Linked DNA regions of Sus scrofa: region 1 is linked to region 2. The links are chromatin contacts, called in public HiChIP or PLAC-seq maps. All regions are on one chromosome and are shown on one strand. Each heading gives the region's core, a stretch centred on a gene start, on an enhancer-like site or on the middle of the called end of the contact. The rest is flanking DNA. Distances are from core to core; before and after follow the strand shown. Region 1 holds the start of PTPN4 (tyrosine-protein phosphatase non-receptor type 4). Region 2 holds the start of TMEM185B (transmembrane protein 185B).

The links. HiChIP or PLAC-seq counts read pairs in DNA pulled down with a chosen protein or histone mark.
Region 1: a contact with region 2 is called in an H3K27ac HiChIP or PLAC-seq map of alveolar macrophages. The contact joins the promoter of PTPN4 here to the promoter of TMEM185B in region 2. A contact is called at or near these places in 2 of 5 promoter capture datasets (fetal liver and liver), 1 of 47 Hi-C or Micro-C datasets (liver) and 1 of 2 datasets of contacts at active chromatin or transcription factors (alveolar macrophages).

Annotation. Positions count from the first base shown.
Region 1 is chr15:31,499,941-31,504,315 of Sscrofa11.1, forward strand. It overlaps PTPN4 (tyrosine-protein phosphatase non-receptor type 4), which reads right to left and starts at 3,038. Exons shown (of 27, transcript XM_005654169.3): 1 at 2,589-3,038. LOC102162428 (a long non-coding RNA gene) reads left to right here and starts at 3,050. Exons shown (of 2, transcript XR_002339085.1): 1 at 3,050-3,250.
Region 2 is chr15:31,137,274-31,142,269 of Sscrofa11.1, forward strand. It overlaps TMEM185B (transmembrane protein 185B), which reads left to right and starts at 3,010. Exons shown (of 1, transcript XM_003359446.4): 1 at 3,010-4,996. The coding sequence starts at 3,853. The coding sequence ends at 4,908.

The DNA.
Region 1 (4,375 bases), core at 1,788-4,287, 360 kb after region 2:
GGATTTCTAGAATGGTAAACCAATCTTCAAGACTTCACAGCAGAGTCGAGTACAATGACAAATTTGACAAATCTAGACTACAGCATATAAAAAACTTCATAACATGCATGCTGTTACCCGGAAAAACAACAAAAATCAACTCAAGTTTGTAACTGGTGAACTGCTGCCAATACTAAATTTTACTTAGAAGCAATAATTCATACTTAGTCACATTAAGTCACAAAGACTTATTTCTAGTGAGGTTGCCAAATTTTACATTCCTAATAACTAGCAATTAAAAGAGAATTTTTAAACATTTGTCTTTAAACTTCCACCAAACAAGATTTCTACATATTTTTTAAAGCTTTCTTGTAGTTTAAACTCGGGGAGCGAGGGAGAAAGTTCTCTCAATAACAGCTAATAACAGTGTCTCCTTGAAGTTTTCTGGCATTCTTACCTTGTTCCTTAAAGATAATTTACTCAAAAACATGACCACTGACACCTCCTCAAAAAGTTCAGAATAAGTCATAAATGAATACTAAACAGGTAACACTGCACATTGTACTGTCACACCACAGTTTAAATTAATTACGATTAATAGACAAAACTAAAATATTTCAAATATACACATCAGAGTTTAGTATATCTATGGGGAGGGAAGTCACATAAGTTAAAAAAAAATTAAAAAAGCATTGCAGTAAGTTTTTACTATCCCACATGAAGTACTTTATACATTAAAGTTAGGATTCTATGGCCTGTAACTGATGAAATCTAATTGTGAAAGCATATAATTTTTTTAAAGTCCTTCAATACATTGTACATTGGTCACAGTAGAACAGTTCAAATGAATTTTCCTGAGGCTGCATTCTAAGTACATCTGACCCAGAAAGTATTTTTAGCAGGTGTGTTCAATCAATGCTGGTTTTATGCCTAGCCTAAATTAGAAATTGGGTGTCACAAATTTAAAGTAACAAAGTTACAAAGGCCATTTTAAAAGATATTCAATTAGAAAATAAGGGGAAACCACAAGTTTTAAATAACTTAGTGCCCACAGCCCAGAATCTAAGCAGGTAAGAAAACAGGCAATAAGAAAGTCACATCCTCATCCATGACTACTTTTGAGGAAACTGTGATTTTTAAACTTAAACTTTAACCTAGTCAATTAATATTAATGAAACTACAAAATGGTCACCGCTGCTTGTGTTTTCAAAACCTCGTGCCAAATGTTTAAAACTGATTAGCTGAATCACAAATATTCCCATAGACAAAAAAAAGACCATGATTCTCTTCTTATAAACCATTCAAGATCATGATATTGTCATACACATGTTTTGACAAAAAACTGTTAACAGATCATGTGTGCCATTAAAAAAAAAAAAGAAAGATCCAGAGAGAGACATAAAAATAGCATTGGTGGTAACTGGAGCATAAATTTTGTCTGACAAAATCAGTGGATCCCACAGTATTTTGTCAGACTAAATTTACTCTCTTATTATGAGTTAGTAAAGAAGTTCTGTCTGATAAACTTTTGCTTTCAAAAAAGTCTTTTAAAAAAATCTGTATGTTGAATATGCCAAATTTAACTGATATAATATCTAGCTCTATCCCCTTAAGCACACTTAGAGCTCTGAATAATCATTTATTTTAAGGTCATCTCCTCCCCACCCCCTTAAAAAAATGAAAAATAATTTTTTTCTCTGGCAGGTTAAGATTCAAAAATCAGGATTAAAAAATGCCCTGGTTTTACTGTTCCACGGTCGTCTTCTTACTCAAATCATCTTTTACAAATCGGATACTTTGGCTTTAGGGGTTTTTTCCCTCCATCAACATGGTTTAAACTGGACTGTTTCAACTGTCAGCTCTGGTCACAAAAAACCTAATACTACCCCAATCTCGGATTCTAAAAGCAGTTGGTATACTGCAGACGTCCAGGTTCTCCGAGAAAAAGCGCTTGAAAATTCTACAAATCGGAGTGCCCATTGTGGTCACTATATAATACCTCCCAGGCATTAAGTCTCCCTTCTAAGTTTCGCAGAACCCATCTATACATATATCTATGCAATTGTAAACTGCTTCATTTTAAGGAAACCCTGGGGAACGCACTCGTACCTCTATTCTGCTAAACTCAACTTTTTTTTTCTGGGCCAACTACAGATTTCCTTAATACAAGTAGGCATCAGTAGATCTATAAAAGGCTTAAAACTTCAATGGTAGGGACTGTAAGCCCATACAGCACGCAGGAAGCGCTCATAGGACCCAATTTATTAAAATAAGAAAAAAAAATCTTACCAGCAATGGAAAACTCGGAAGATTCCAAAACCTCACCTAGAGTTTAGATGCCGTGGAACATTCCATCTCCGCACCTATTCCATCCCTTCTCCCTTGGCTCAACCACAACAGACATTCCAACTAAACCCCCCAGGAGCTCGGAAAGCAGGAGTCCCGCGAAGAAAGGGAGGAGGCAGGAAGCATCCTTTTCCCTTACTTTGGCATCAACCTCGCATCTCCAGCTGGCCCTGACTTGCCCCTACGAGCCCCAAGAGCCGCAGGTGACAGCCTCGCGTACCGCGCAGGGCCGAACGGCCGGCAGGGCTACGGGAGCCTCTTACCTTCGTATCCCAGCCGCGTCCTCCCGGCTGGAGAAGAAAAGCCCGGAGGCCCGGCTGCGCCGCCCCCAGGGCTCCCTCAGCGCCCCCCCAGCAGCCGGCGCCGCAGCGGCCGCGCCACGGCCCCGAGCCGCCGGCACCACCTCATACTGCGGGGCGGCCGCGCGCTCTCCCACCTCCCTGCGGGGATGAGCTAATCCGACCCCGCCACACTGCCGTGGGGGAGGGGAGCCCCGGAGCGGGGCCCGGAATCCGGCCCCTGGGGACCCTGGAGTCCTGAGCGAACAATGTGGGGGCCGAGAGGAGCGGAACTGCGTGCGGCGCTGCGCGAGCGGGCAGGCAATCCCGGGCAGCGTTTGTGTGTGAGAGTGCAATGGGAGCTCAGTCCCTCCCGCCTCCTCCGCCTCCTCCTCCTCTTCCTCCTCCTCCTCCTCCGTCTCCTCCTCCTCCCTCAAGCACACCCCGTCTCCCAGGCCACAGCATAGCAACCGAACATGGCGGCTGCGCAGACGCCGCCAGTCAGCAGCCAGGAACGGCGGTGGCGGCCACTGGAGGCGATCTCGCGAGAGACGAGGCCAAGCCCCTTCCCCGCCAGCACCGGCTGGAAGATGTTACACCAGCCCGAGAGCCGGGGGACGCGCAGGTGCGAGGGAGGCCGGACCTGGGTAGGTGGGGAGGAGGGGCGGGGCTCTGAGGCTCCACCCCGCGGCCCCGCGGCCCCTTGGCCCCGCGGCCGCGCGGCGATTGGTTACTGGAACTGCGACCCCCGCTGGACCTACTGACCTAAGGGATCGCCCGAAGGGGCAAAAAGAGAAAAACCGGACCTCTCGGCCCCAGGTTGTACTAACTTAAGTGTTAAAAGAGAATATAGGTTTTAGGATGCAGTTTTGAATCATTTCCTCTCCTAAATACCGACCCTGAAACAAAGAACAAACAACGTTCACTTATAAAACAGACGTTTGGGTGTCTCTGTGTGCCAGGAACGATGTACTTTTAAAAACTGAATTAATTCGTTCTAACCAAACGTATGAAGTGAGTGTTACCACGCCAGGGTTTGTAGCCTGGTGCATTCTAACATCCTATTGATGGCACAAACTTATTGGCGATGAGACATGACTAGGGGCGGCCGCGTGGAGGGGGAGGGGTTGTTAGCCAAATGATGGGAGGAAGAATTTGGAAACTGCTACATTTCCTTTTTGCATTCATTTTTGTCAGAGTTCTTTCCTGTCGTCTGGCACCTTCTTGCTCTTCCTTGCTCTTAGCCGCAGCGCCCCCACCAGAACCGGCCTGCCTAAAACCTTTCAAAAATCACTTTCTCTCCAAGCCGACAAAGTGCTCATTTACTGATGAGGGGTGGTTTTTGCAAGGTGAAATCTGGCACATTTCTACAAATCCGTGAAAGACAGCAATTTCTAATGACCATCTTCTCCTTTGCACCCCAGTTCAGTTTTTCCATTTTATTTTTTCTTTTTAGGGCCACACCCGCAGCATTTGGAAATTCCCAGGCTAGGTGTGGAATCAGAGTTACAGCTGCCGGCCTACACCACAGCCACGCCAGATCTGAGCCATGTCTGCGACCTACACCACAGCTCACAGCAACACAGGACCCCTAACCCGTTGAGTGAGGCCAGGGATTGAACCCAAATCCTCATGGATCCTAGTCGGGTTTGTTAACCGCTGAGCCACAAAGGGAACTCTGAGTTTTTCCATTTTTAAAAAGACAACTTGCCAGTCCCTGTTTTTCTGCGCTACCTCTTCCACTTAGTTTCCTTCTGAGAGCTTAGTTCCAG
Region 2 (4,996 bases), core at 1,760-4,259:
AGCTCAGCACAAGCATGAGGGGCTGGTGGGCTCCAGGACGTCCTCGTGCGGGGCCCAGAGACTGCCCCTCGAAAACCCAACACCTCTGGGCTTTGGATGAGCTGCTTTGCTCTGCTGCTCAGCCTAGGCCTACAATGCCACAACAGCTGCCTCCTTCCTGCCCACCCCTGCTTCCTGGATACACTCACTGTGCATAGGTCTGTGCTAGAAACTGCAGATACAGAGATGAAAGATGGGGTCCTGCCCTTGGGAACCACTGTCATCTTGGGACAGCCAGGTGAGCAGAGAGAGGATCTCAATGCCCTGGGGTGTGAGCACTGGGCCTGACCACACAACTGGGGGGTGGAGGAGAACCTCAGAGCTGGAGGGGGAGGGGAAAAACACCTGGAGCTCCACGGTGGCCTAGTAGGTTGAGGCTTCAGCATTGTCACTGCTGTGGCTTGGGCTCAATCCCAGGAACTTCTGCATGCCACAGCCAGGAAAAATAAAAGAAAGAAAAAATAAATAAAAGAGAAACAGTAGCCACCGAAAGGACAGAATAACTAAGCACATCCTGAGTTTTTCATACATGGTTTCATTTTGCATCACAGTTGTGTGAGGTTGTCTCCACCACACAGATGGGGCTGGAGGCTGCTTAGCTGCCAAATTCACGGAGCTTGGAGACAGCAGCATCAGGATTGAGGGGGTCACAGGGCAGCAGGGTGCTGAGGCTGGCACAAAGGGCCAGGTGGTCTATGGTGTCCTGGTGAAGAAGCTGACCTAAGCCAATCCAGATGGGTCTGAGAAGGCCAGTGTCCCTGGGCTTTCTGTACAGGTCATCCCTCTACCCCTAGCCACCTACTTTGGGGATTTGCAGTGAGGGGATTCTGTCTACTGGGGCCAGAAGACCATGGCCTGGTCTAGACTCCTGCCTTCATTCCAGCTCCTCCAGGGAACTGATTGTCTAGCTGAGCCCAGTGTAATTACCTGAGTCCTTAACAAGAGAAAAGTCAGGCAGAGGAGAAGTGCAGCTGAAGGGGCAGTCAGAGATTTGAAAGTGGGAGAATGCACCACTGGCGGCTGTGAAGGGGGCCCTAGGCCAGGAGATGCGGGCGGCTGAGATTCATCCCTGGCTGACAACCAGCAAGGACAGGGGAGACTCAGTCCTCCAGCCCCAAGGCAATGAAGTCCTGCCAAGCTAAACCAGCCTGGAATCAGATTCACATCAGTGCCTCCAGCAGGGAACAAGGCCCTTGGTGAGACTCAGGCATAAAACCAGCTGAGCTCAGCCTATGCCCAAACTTCGGACTCACCAAAACTGTGGGATAAAACGTGGGCATGGTTTTAAGCTCTCCTTGTGGCAAGTTATTAACAGTCGCAACTGAAAACTAAGAACAAATACGTGAGCTCTCTGAAGACAGATGGCCCTGGCCTGGGAAGGAACAGCACAGGGCTTGCCATGCTGGCAGTGAGGACCGCGTCTGCCTGTGGGTTCCATGTACTCAGAGCCAGTGGGGAGGGAACTACTGAGCCAGGGCAGGGTCACTATCATGAGTAGGCTCAAATTTTTTTTTTTTTTTTTTTGTCTTTTTATGGCTGCACCTGCGGAAGCAGGCTCTGACCTCCCTTGGGAGGAGGACAGCAAAGACACATGAGATTGTGACAGCCCATCTCAAGATCCCCCTCCTGGGAGTTCCCGCTGTGGCTCAGTGGTTAAGGAATCCGACTAGGAACCATGAGGTTGAGGTTCGATTCCTGGCCTTGCTCAATGGGTTAAGGATCTGGCGTTGTTGTGAGCTGTGGTGTAGGCCACAGATGTGGCTTGGATCTGGCATTGCTGTGGCTGTGGCGTAGGCTGGTGGCTATAGCTCCGATTAGACCTCTAGCCTGGGAACCTCTATACGCCATGGGAGCGGCCCAAGAAAAGGCAAAAAGACAAAAAAAAAAAAAATCTCCCTCCTGGATGAGAACCAGATGCGTGTCTGGAGGTGCTCTAGATGCGTGGGAAACAGGCTCCAAAACTCCCATCTTGGCCACCAAGCTGGCAGCAAAGGCCCGAGGTCATGTGGCTTTAGGGAGGATCCTGGGGAGGATTTCTGAGTGTCCTAACAGGGGCCAGAAGAACTGGCTCTGCCACCACTTGCCTGGGGAGCTGCCAGCAGGTCCCCCACCCCCAGGCTTTACTTTCCAAAGTGTGGTGACTTTTTTTTTTGACTGCGCCAGCATATGAAAATTCCTGGGGCCTGAACCTATGCCACAGCAGTAACAACATGGGATCTTTAACCCGCTGAGCCACCAGCGAACTTTCTTTAAATGCAAAGTGTTTTCCATGTATTGATTCACTGAATCCTCAAAAAACCCATTTCAGTAGCTGGACTGGTAGAGTTATTTTTTTGTTTTTGTTTTGCTTTTTAGGGCCGCACCCACAGCCCTATATGGAGGTTCCCAGGCTGGGGGTCTAATCGGAGCTGTAGCTGCCTGCCTACACCACAGCCACAGCAATGCCAGTTCCGAGTCGTGTCTGTGACCTACACCACGGCTCACGGCAACACCAGATCCTTAACCCACTGAGCAAGGCCAGGGATCAAACCCGAAATCTCACGGTTCCTAGTCGCATTTGTTTCCTTTGAGCCATGACAGGAACTCCCACGCCAGATTTCTTGACCTCTTGGCCCTTGTCCCACTATTGTTCTGTCACAATCAGACTGAGGCGGGGGCAGATAAGGGTTAGGAACTTCAAGTGGGGAGCCCAGAATCTGAATCTCCATTCTGCTCCTAACCCTACTGTGACCTGGAGCAGGAAGCACCTGCTTGCTGGGTCCAGTTTCCTCACCCGCTCCTGGAACTTTTGGGAGGGGCCCTGCAGGGTCTAACACCCTCTCAGCACCTTCTCATCCTCTCTGGGCAGGTGTGAGATTGCACTGGTAGCCAGGCACCCTGCCTCCGCCATTTCACAAGCAGCCTGAGAACTGCCAGTGCCCCACCATGTCGAGTTCAGCCCCAGAAGCCATCTGTTCCAGGCACTGGGCTCCACCCTACCCAGTACACTGACTGCACGCACCAGCCCCTTCCGCCGCACGAGGTCAAGCCCACTGCCTCATGTCTCGTGCACACACACGTCTTCACATATGCACACCCACTCTGTGCATTCCTAGTTATAGCACCTGTTCGCTCGCTCACAAACTCCACATTCGCCCGTCCACCCGCCTCGCTCGTGCCCACGCGGTTCCCCCGCTCAGTGTCGGCTGCGCTGGAGCCCCAGTCGGTTGCCGAAGAGGGTGGGGCACCCGCGGCCGGCCGCGCTCCACCCACTCTCGGCCCCGCCCTTTCCCCACCTCCTGCCTGGGCCCTGGCCCGCCCATATCCGCGCCCAGCCCCGGCTCCTGCCTGGGCCCCGCCTCCCGCCTGGGCTGGCCGAGAGGATGTGAGCTCACTCCCGCCTCCCGGCTCGCAGCGCCGTCAGGAAGCGTCCGCCCGCGGTGGCCGCCAGCTCGTTGCCAACGGGCCGGCCGGAGTCGCCCGTCCCGCCCTTCCCGGCGCCACACGCAGTAGCTGCTTTCCAAATGGGTACGCAGTGAAGGCGGGCGGCCGCGGGGCCCAGGCAGCGCCGGGCTCCGAGACACTTCGTCCTCCGGGCCCGGCGGGTCGCCAGGAGACCGCCGGCGCGCACGCCACGCCCATCGCGTTTCCGGTCGGGCCACGTGACCAGGCGCGCACGTGTTCCGGCCTCTCGGCGCCGCAGGCCGGAAGCTCCTCCTGCAGGGCTCAGGGCTGTTTCCCACCTGGGTCTGACGCGGGCCGGGCCGGGGGAGGCGGCGGGCCCCGGAAGCAGCGCAGACGCGGTGGCCCCGGGTTGGGGGCAGCAGCCTCGCTATGAACCCCAGGGGCCTGTTCCAGGATTTCAACCCGAGTAAGTTCCTCATCTACGCCTGTCTGCTGCTCTTCTCCGTGCTGCTGCCCCTCCGCCTGGACGGCGTCATCCAGTGGAGCTATTGGGCTGTGTTCGCCCCCATATGGCTGTGGAAGCTCCTGGTCCTTGCTGGCGCCTCGGTGGGCGCGGGCGTTTGGGCGAGGAATCCCCGTTACCGCACCGAGGGTGAGGCCTGTGTGGAGTTCAAGGCCATGCTGATCGCCGTGGGCATCCACCTGCTGCTGCTCATGTTCGAAGTGCTAGTCTGCGACAGGGTGGAGAGGGGCACCCACTTCTGGCTACTGGTCTTCATGCCGCTCTTCTTTGTGTCTCCCGTCTCCGTGGCCGCTTGCGTATGGGGCTTCCGGCACGACAGGTCCCTGGAGCTGGAGATCCTGTGCTCTGTCAACATCCTGCAGTTCATCTTCATCGCCCTGAGGCTGGACAGGATCATCCACTGGCCGTGGCTGGTGGTGTTTGTGCCGCTCTGGATCCTCATGTCCTTTCTCTGCTTGGTGGTCCTCTATTACATTGTCTGGTCCCTCCTGTTCCTGCGTTCTCTGGATGTGGTTGCCGAGCAGCGAAGAACACATGTGACCATGGCCATCAGCTGGATAACGATCGTCGTGCCCCTGCTCACTTTTGAGGTTCTGCTGGTTCACAGGCTGGACGGCCACAACGTGTTCTCCTACGTCTCCATATTCGTCCCTCTTTGGCTGTCATTAATCACTTTAATGACCACAACATTTCGGCGAAAGGGGGGCAACCACTGGTGGTTTGGTATTCGCAGAGATTTCTGTCAGTTTTTGCTTGAAATTTGCCCTTGTTTAAGAGAATACGGGAACATTTCATACGATCTACATCATGAAGATAGTGAAGACGCTGAAGAAACGTCATCTGTTCCAGAAGCTCCTAAAATCGCTCCAATGTTCGGAAAGAAGGCCAGGGTCGTGATAACCCAGAGCCCTGGAAAATATGTTCCCCCACCTCCCAAGTTAAATATTGATATGCCGGATTAAACTCGTTGTCGGTGGGGGAGTGCCCACGAGTGGAAAAGAAACCATATACACCCGAAGTCCACCTTACTTTGGCCTCTTTGCTCATCCA